Regions from separate parts of the Mus musculus genome. Here region 1 is linked to region 2. Evidence: chromatin contacts called from public Hi-C data. All regions are on one chromosome and are shown on one strand. The core of a region is the stretch at or near the end of the contact, and the rest is flanking DNA. Distances in the headings are between cores, read along the strand shown.

The links. Hi-C and Micro-C count contacts between places; a contact is called where the count stands out from the background.
Region 1: a Hi-C map of muscle stem cells shows a contact between it and region 2, with 3 times the contacts expected there. The contact joins two enhancer-like sites. A contact is called at or near these places in 3 of 484 Hi-C or Micro-C datasets (muscle stem cells, nephron progenitors and ventricular fibroblasts).

Annotation. Positions count from the first base shown.
Region 1 is chr19:26,179,908-26,184,646 of GRCm38.p6, reverse strand. No RefSeq gene overlaps it. Among named protein-coding and RNA genes, the nearest start is that of 1700048O14Rik, 140 kb to the right of the region's middle. Within about 2 kb of position 2,651, at least 1 of the 459 cell types and tissues checked has an H3K27ac peak or open chromatin away from gene starts, as enhancers often do. A contact at or near this core is called in muscle stem cells, where this site is marked.
Region 2 is chr19:25,803,537-25,808,484 of GRCm38.p6, reverse strand. All of the region lies in intron 2 of Gm34516 (a long non-coding RNA gene), which reads right to left. Among named protein-coding and RNA genes, the nearest start is that of Gm34516, 31 kb to the right of the region's middle. Within about 2 kb of position 2,839, at least 10 of the 459 cell types and tissues checked have an H3K27ac peak or open chromatin away from gene starts, as enhancers often do. A contact at or near this core is called in muscle stem cells, where this site is marked.

The DNA.
Region 1 (4,739 bases), core at 1,402-3,901, 380 kb before region 2:
ATGTAAAGAGTTATTTTCAACCTTTGGGGACATGAACTAAAAAATATACCAGAGATGCTAGAATTCTTGTTTTAGGGTGTTGGATCCTGAGGGCAGCAGCTGTTTTTCGGATATGCTTATATTCTTCCTGCCATGATAGATTCAGATTGCTATCTGCTGACAGGGAAGTGCATGGTTATTCTACACTAGAGACCTGGACCCACTGGCTGCTCATCAGTCTGAGGCTGTTGGGGCTGTGTGGAACTGTCAGACATTGGTTGCTAAAAGTTCTAAGGGATAGTAGCAATCCTGCCTTGAAGGCAAAGGTGACCTCCCATTGGAAAGTCCCTTGAGCCTAAGGGGAGACTTGTCATACCTCTAAGGTCTCAAAGTTTGCCCTAGATTTTAGACCACCTGCTTATCATAAACGGTTTAATGATGGTCGCAGGTGTGTATACTGATAAGCATCAGATATGAACAGGCATGAAGTCTAACAGATACTCAGCGCCCCTTTGACAAAGCCAAACAGTCTCGGCTTTGATGAGTTTGTTTTCACTGCACCCAATATGATGCTTGCTCATTTGTGTTTGGATTCTGATTAACACATGATTGGCATCCTCTATTCTGATTAGCACAGTGCCTGATCTAGAAAACCATGTTTTAGGAACCTTATAGGAGCCTAATAAGAAGCCCTCCAGGGGCTGCGCAGGACCAGAGAATAGATGGTCACAGACTCTTATCTTCAAAGACTTTCAGTCCCAGAGATAAACATTGTTGGAGCTCTGGGTCTCAAGAGCTATGAGGTAGATACATGGAACATAGCCATGTACTAGGAAAGGGGATAATGCTCACCTTTAGGAAGGGTAAACTACAAACTTCATTCCTTATGGGGTCTTGAGCTGTTTATGTTGCATATGAGAGCTGAAGTCAGAACAAAACCAGGATTCTTCCATCTTTCCTGGTGGGAAAAGTTACAAATCAGATTTAAAAACCAGGAATACCGTAGTTTACCAAATGGCTTTCCTTATTTTTCATCAGAGATCTCCTCCAGAGATCTAAGAGCTATCTGGTGACAGAGATCCTACTACGTAAATGTTCCATATTTATGGTTCTGCTTTGTCAAAGTGTCTGGATGTTTCTAGAAGAGAAGAAGAGGAGGGAAAACATTTTCTCTGTGTTAACCATATATACAAATGTTTTGAGTCCACTTCCCTAGCTAACTTCAAAGAAAGCCTTTGTTTAGAAGTTAGTTGTCAGTATTTTTCCACTTGGCCTATAAAATCACTCTGGCTATGGAGACACTGGCAAAGGTGGCTGAGGGCACCCTTTACATGACTTTCATCTCACTGAAGAGACATCCGGCTTTCCACTTCCTAGTCTCGGAGACAGAAGCTCTGGGGGAAGCCTGATGGATTGCACTCTGGCTCTGAAGGACCAGCCCATGCATCAATGTCTCCCAAAGCTTCTGGGAGTTGTGTTCTTATAAAGAGGTGACACCACCAGAGGGGAACAGATGTTTGTTTGGTTTATTTTCTGACTGTCCCTTCCAAGATGCCACTGTGGCCACTGATGCTTGCTTACAGTGTAGCCCACCCTTTCTACTGGGCTCTGAATAAAAATTATAGGCATTGTGGATCCACCTCTTCTGTGTGTGCATGCGTGTGCATGTGTGTGTGTGTGTGTGTGTGTGTGTGTGTGTGTGTGTGTTTTAGAACTCTCATCTTTGATTCTTAGATGTACACAGCTACATTGCCATGTTCTCCTCTGAGGATTCTTGTTCCTCATCTCATAAGTGGGTAAGTTCCAAGTGTCTGTGTATAAGCTGAGCTTTCTTTAAGATCAGAATCCACATAGAAATAAGATTAGAAGCTATGCTGATGGTCCCCCCCCACCAAGTCTCCCTAAGCAATCATATATTCAACAAAATACAGTTAATAACAGCAAAAACCCTTTTTCTGCTCTGCATATTTTCTATTAAAAACAAATTTTAATTAAAGGAAGATGTGGCATCAAGTAGGAACTTTAGTGACAATATAAATAATTGAACTCTTTCTAAAGCTTCGGGGTATCATGGTAATTAGCCAATTTCAAATCCTGTGGTGTTATTTACTTAATCAGATGTGCTAACTACTCATGTTCATCAGAACATGCCACCTACTCCTTCCTTTTTGAATATCAATTATAATGAAGATAGAGAAAAGGAAAGATAGGATAAAAAGCATGAAGAATTTTTTTTGCTGTGATGCCATGAGTAAAAATTAAATAAGATGTGCTATAAAAATGTGGATATATATATATGTATATATATATATACATATATAATATTACATAACATAATATTATATTATATTCACTTTATTGACTTACAGTGTGAAATTAACTGACCTGTGCTCAGCAGAATTACTAAGTTATGGAGTACAGTCTGTGAGTATCTTTAGATAAAAGAGCATTATTATAACATGGGACTCACAAAGTGTGATGCCCAGAAAGACAGAACTCCGGTACTTTTCCCCCTGGGAATTATTAGAAATGAAAACTCCCAGTCCTCACCCATAGGCCTGCTGGCCAAGCCCTGGGAATAGGGACCAGGGTCTGAATGAGAGAACAGGACAGGGGGATTCTGAAGGCAGCACATTAAAAGCACAAGCAACTCTGGGATACAATGTTTCCTGTAGAGCCACTAGGTGGCTCTGTTGCTCAGGACAGACTGGTACTAAGGAGGGGGGCAGGGGAGCAGATCTCGGAAGGGATGCCACTCGAAGGTAGATGAAGATGCCTCTTACTTGTTGCTTTAGTTTCTTTCCAAGGAAACGTCTATTTGTCCTAACTTTCCAAGGACATTTGCAGGACTCCACTGGGGTTTTACTGGCAAGTATGGAGATCTGTGTTTATCTGCAGACAATTTAATGTTTTCTCTACTGTGACTTAAATGTTACTCTTGTTAGCTAAAACCTACCTTTACTCCTTCCTGGGCTCAGACACTATGAATTGTTTCAGAGGAATGTGATGACATTGCTGGAGACATCAGCATTTAGCTTTTAACACAAACTTGAATTCTACTGCATTTTCTAACCCATTCTCACCCTCTATCTACTCCCCCAACTCCTTGGGTCTACTTTGGACTTCTCTTAGCTCCAATCCCATCAGCCTTTTTGGGTTGGCCTTGCATTGAACCTCTGGCATCTTTCATGTCATCTCCTAGATTCATCCTTACCTTAAGCCTCAGGGCCCCACACCTGCTCAGGTATTAGAGATATGGGATGGGAGAGTCCATACCTTAAAAGGAGATCTAAGAAAGATGAGCAAACTAAAGGTGAGGTTGATTGCAGCAGACTTGGGGATAGATATATAGTTTTGGATCCATTCTCAGGGGATGTCCCAGTTCAAATGCTTCTCACAAAGTGATTTAAATTCTTCAAAGCCAAAACACTATACAGGTTCAGATAAATATTTTAAATCTCTCTCCTTTTGGTATCATCATTTTTTTATTTATCAAAAGAAAGTGTTTGTTTGTTTGTTTGTTTGTTTGTTTTTAACCTGAGGGGTGAGTGAAGAAGGATCTCTCTGTACACAGTCTGTGGGCTTTTCGGGAAGACCAAAGCTCTTGAAGGGTACTTCTAACAGTCCACGTGACCTTTATCATTCATTAATAATGGATAGTCTCACCTCTTGCAGTTGAAATCTTCAGCCTTTACCAGAGACAGCTATGCCTACAGTAAAGAAAACCACACACATCTAAAGCATCCCTCTTGTGTTCTTTGTTTGGTTTCAGTACCACTGGGTTAGCCAATAGGCCAGCAGTTGAAGACGTTCTTAGATTCAGAAATCAAAACCTGACAATAAATCATTCACTATACAGCAGGCATGGCTAGCCACCCAGGGCTAGAGGCAACTGTATAAAATTTTAGGATATTAATTTTTAAATCAAGAGAGAATCTAGACATAGCAATATTATTAGTTTTGTCCAGCTTAATAAATAAAATGAATATAAGACCACTGTTTCACCTAAAGATTCTATTTCAGAATGTAGTACTCAACAGTGAAGAAAATACCTTGTAATTCCGGCTACTATGGAGGGGGAAGCCAAGATGGTACTGAAGGTGGGAGTGCTGGTGTTGACTTAAAGCTGGTTTCCCAAGTAGGGGAGGGAGTTGTAGGCTGCACAGCTAGATACAGGTTGGAGCTAAATATAAGCTCCCTTCAGAGTCAGGGTAGAATTAAATATTTAGGGGAAAACTATATGAATGGGACTTTGTTAAGCTCTAGGAAAACTTACTACAATTAAACAAAAAGATTGGAAGTGACAAGATGGAGTTGAAAGATGATCAGCAAATAAGACCACTGCCTACCTACTTTGGCACAGTCTGGCCACCTCTTGAATTCTACTATGCTAGTTAATGAAAGAAGAAATTAGATCAGATTCTGTCAAACACTGGGAGCCAAGAGGGGGAGCTCACTATGTAGACAAAGCTGGCCTTCAACTCAGAGATCTGCCAGCCTCTGCCTCCCAAGTGCTGGGATTAAAGGTGTGTGCCACCACTGCCCAATTGTCAAGTTTCTAATCCAATGTGTCGGCGGTTAATGGATTGGGAGGGGCTTTAAAACCAGAGAAGAGTAAGAATAGTCACAAAAGAAGATGTTTCTTATATTGCCTGAACTTAAAGATGATTTTTAACCCTACAGAATCATTATTGATCATAAAATTAGGAATAGGAAGAAAGAATCCTTCCCATATCATTGAAACATTTACCCAATTTCAC
Region 2 (4,948 bases), core at 1,590-4,089:
CCAAAACCAACAGGGATTCTTTCAACACAGGGGCAGCCATGACTCAAAATAACAAAAAGGACCCAATAATATGAGAAAATAACCAATAATCATGTCCTTTAAACTATCCAAAGCACAGATCATAAATTAAATTAAAATATATTCAATATGCATTTAAATGCCATATTAGTATTCTTTGTTAACATATGAAATACAATCTATTCTGTATCTGCATGATAATTGTCTTATTGTTTTATGGGGAAATTGGCTCGTTAGGATTTTTGATCTAACCTAAGGTAAAAATGTTTCTCCTTTATGCATAATTCCAATACCAATAAAATACGTTTATAAAACGTTTTTGAAGGAAATTGTAGAATACATAGCACTGGTGCCCAGAATACAAAGTTCTCTCTCCTCAAAACTACCACTTTTCTCCACCTCTCTACCACAGTCCTCCATAAGCTTGGCTCACCTGCTACCTTGAGCACCCAGGCTGATGGCAGGGTGGGGAGCCTCTTATGAAAACGAAGAATATATAAAAGTTTTGGCTATCACATAGCCCATTTGCACTTTAAGACCACCTCTAGGTGTGTCTATTGCCCTGTTCTGTCCTTTACTGACCATGGTCATTTCATATGGTAAAAATTACGCCATAAACTCTTGGTCACTCTCTAGTTGCACTGGGGTTGCAAGACCTCTCTGGTCTGCACCAATTAATGAATCAACAATACTGAAAACATTTCCCTCATGTCAACCAAGACTTTCTTCTCTACTCAGCAGCAACTCCAACCATCCAACTCAGAAATCCACATCCTAGCCCAATTCCTAAGACCATTGAGATGTGTCAGCAAGAGCATCGGTATCCTCACTTCCATCCCAACCTCATGCAACCAAGAACCAACCAAGTCAAGTGCAGGAATCCAGAAAACTGTACAAGCCTCTTTCCAACCACAACATCCCAAGCACTTCCCCATTTCTTATCACTCCAAGCATACCACATAATAGGGTATATACCTCGGTTTACCTGTTTAGCACTGAAATTGTTACTAGAAGAAGAACCCCACGTATTGTAAGGAGACCACAGGCTTGCCTCATTTTGAGACATTTTATGGCTAGTTCTAGGCATAGTACACTAGTTACCTGTCTCTGGATAGCGACCATCTAGCTGGTTCACATATATGCTTATCCTTCTTTGATTATCCCCTTGACCTCATCCCATTCCATTCCATGCATTCTTTTGTGCCACAAAAGATGGCCTCATTGATTCCTTCACTGCTGCCTTCATGTTGGATTTGACTAGCAGCAAAAGAGGAGAACCCAGAGATAGAAAGACAGGATGACAAGAGACCAGGACATTTGCTTTACACACATGTATGCACCCTACATATGGTCTTCTATTTAGTCATAGTCATGAACCAGGTAATCACAATATTGGGCAGGCAATCTGTTCTCAGTGGTCTTCATTCTCATTGGCTTCAAGGAACACTAACTTCTCCCTTAACTCTCTAGACCTTAGTAGTGGTAACTCCCACGTGTCCCGAGTCCCTGAATATCCTACCATTCTTGGTGACTCTCTTAATTCTGTTCTTATTTTCTAAGTTGTCTCTTAATCATTTCATGAGCCATATCAACTTGGTTCTGTTTTCTGAAAGGTCCCAGGCACTTATCTACCACTACATTCTTCCTGCTGTCCCATCTCTCTCTAAATTCCCCACCCCTTACCTAAGTCACTATTGCTCCATAGAATGGGCAATATTAGCCTTGGTCTCCCACCAAGAATTTCAACCATGCTATATACTATAAACATGGTATTCTATTCTAAACAGGAACACTACATAGCTTCAATCCATGAGTAAGATATCCATGACCTGTCATCTACCAGTTCTAACCTGCAGCTGACTCCAGTGTACACTGTGTGTACACACCACTTTTGATCCACCTGCACTCAGCATCAGTGTAGTAGATGTACCTCATTCTAAACTCTTCTCTTTGAACTGATTCTCAGTCATACCCTAAATACCAGCATTCAAGGACTAGCCAAGGTCTAGGCTATCTGTTCCTGCTCCTCCATCCTGTAACTGTCCCAACTAACCCATAAGGAAATCCAAACACTGCCAGCAGGCATAAAGAGTTGGACATCTCTAACAATGCCCTCCAAGTAACAGCTTCAAATTCTGTCAGTGTCCATATAGCAAACTGAACTATATTTGAGGCCATGTGAAGAAACCTCATGGCCTTGGATGACTTCGTAGAAGGTCCTTTTAAGAGTACCATGCTCTTGGCATTTTAAAACATCCTCATCTTGCAACAGAGGTCTGCATGCCCAGCTCGGCAGCATGCCCAGCTCTGCAGCATGCCTCCGTCTGTCTGTCCAGTGTATGGCCTCTCTCTAAGAGGCTTCCCTCTACTTTGGCACCATCCTACTGCAGACACCAACCAAACAGAGCTGCATCTTCCCGAGAGCCTGACTTCTTTCCATCCAAAACACCACTCCTTTTCCCTTGAAACGGCCTCCCAGCCCTTCCTAACCAGAACACTAGCTCCCTGCTTAATAAATAATTCTTACATCTCCATCCAATATTCTTCCTTTCTTCCTCTGTTCTTCTTGATGCCTTCACTTACACACTGATGTCAAAAAGAAGGTGGGGGGTGGGCTATAGCTGGGAGGCAAAGGATGTATTGTCTTGCTGGTATTTTCTAATAGGGTCTTTAGAAATAAAAAATAAATAAATAAATAACTTTGAGGGGAGTTACACAAGCTGGAACGAATTTCTTTCAAGCCCGTTTAGCCTTTCTTGTGCTTTTTCCATTATCATTTTTATAGCGGAGATTTCGGTGAGGATTCACAGTGAGTCATTTTATGAGGCAGCTCCATCTGTACCATCTGCAGGCATGACTTTCCCATCACTCTAGACATTACGTATCTCCTTGTGGCAGCCCGGACAGGGGGTGGAGATTGCCAAGCCAGGTCACATGCCAGGAGTCCATCACTCATCCGGAGGGGATGGGCAGGGTCTGCTTACAATTAGGTTCAACTCCCGGTTCTGGATAATATGTCGCTCTGGCTGCAAATTCCTTCTTGCCAGCTTCCTGCTGGGCCCAGAAGGAGTTTAAGCGCTGCTTTCTTGGTTTCTTTCCTTCTCTTTCTCGCCCTTGCTTGCTCTCCGATGTTCCCCTCTGTCAATTTCTCTTCCCGCCATTCCATCTTTATCTTCCATGGACCTTCCTCCCTTTCTTTTTCCTTCCTTGTCTTTTTTTTTTTTTAAATACCATTTCTCTTGTATGTCTCTCACACTTGCTGTCTTTCTTTATGTCTCTTCCCTTGTCTTTCCTTCCTCTCTGTTTCTGGTCCTTTACGAAGGAAATTTTCACATCATGCTAACAGAGAAACACAGCTGTTTCTCACAACGTAATCCAAAAACCAGGGCAGAACTAAGAAAAAAAAATGATGAGTCTCTAATGGAGAGAACCTCACACTGAAAATGTTTTGAGACCAATTGGAGCTTATATGTAATGCTAATTACTAGTGAAAACAACCTGAAGCCCTTAGGGGTAATGGGTAAAAATGTTCTTTGTAAAGGAAGGATTGCAGAGATCAGGTCACCATGTAAACATAAAGTAGGATTCCTATGGGCAGTCATTTCAAATCTATTTGTCACTAATGGAGCCCCTAAGTGTGTGTGTGTGTGTGTGTGTGTGTGTGTGTGTGTGTGTGTGTCAATTGTGACTATGGTTTCACACCAAATTTCATTCATTTGCATATAATTTGAGTCTTACTTACAAGAGGTATATAAACAGAGCCTTCCAAACAGTCAACACTGTCACTTCCACAAAAAGTGTCCCCAACACTGGAAAACGGCCTGCCTTTCAGTCAGACTACTATCTAATAAACAGATGATGAACCTATTACACGATTTTTGTGACATTCACCATGGCAAATCTAAAGATAAGGGGGATTTATTTTTAAACACCACAGAGATGTTAACACAGTTGGTACCAGAAATTCTCAAGTGGCTAAATCCAATTAATGTGTGCCGAGATCCCTGTTTGGTAACTTACATGCTACATGGAAGTTCACACCCAAGAGTCTGTGTGTGTCCTTGGCTGCAAATTCTGAAATGGTTGGAAGGAAAAATTTTTAAATGAAGTTCAAAAGTCTCAGCTCTCATCGTGAGCTGTGCACTCTGGGTAGAGTCATACCGCCTCTCAATCCTCAGCTTTTAAATGCACTCTGGGTAGAGTCATACTGCCTCTCAATCCTCAGCTTTTAAATGCTGAGACATTCCTAGGGTAAAAGACGATGATTGAAGCAAATAGTATATGAATATCTTTTCCATGAATAGTAAATATCGTTACTTCCCAGTAACGATATTTAATACACAGTAATAATATTATCAATAATATTATTAATATTTGATAAGCAGTATCAAAATGCTAAACATCCCTGAGATAAATGATGGTTTGAGCAGTGTTTAATCCAGGAGTCACTTTGCCAAAGTAAGAGCATTGTATATTCTATTATCCAACAGCCAAAAACTCCACCCCAGGAAGATTTAACAATGTGGATAGTAATGGCATTTTTGACAGAACACCAATAAGAAAGAGAATAATACATTAATTCATAGAAGTATAATAAATGAATGTATACATTAATGTATACAAAAACAAGAACTATGATTCATGGCAGAAAAAAGTAAGAAGTCTGCTTCATTTCTATGCACTAATGTTTTCTATACGTTTTCATCCATACATTCAGATCATCTTATTATCTATGGAGTTTAACTTGAAATCTGCTACCTAGAAAAAGAAATAGGGCTTAAAATTTATGTAGTATGTTTGCCTCTACTTTAGGTGGCCCAGGGCAATCAACAACTTCTGGTATCACTGATCCCAGGTTTTGTTGACTCACCTGCTAACTCCTTGGGGGGTAAAGGAGTCACTTGCACTGTTGTCCCTGCCCCTTCTCCCT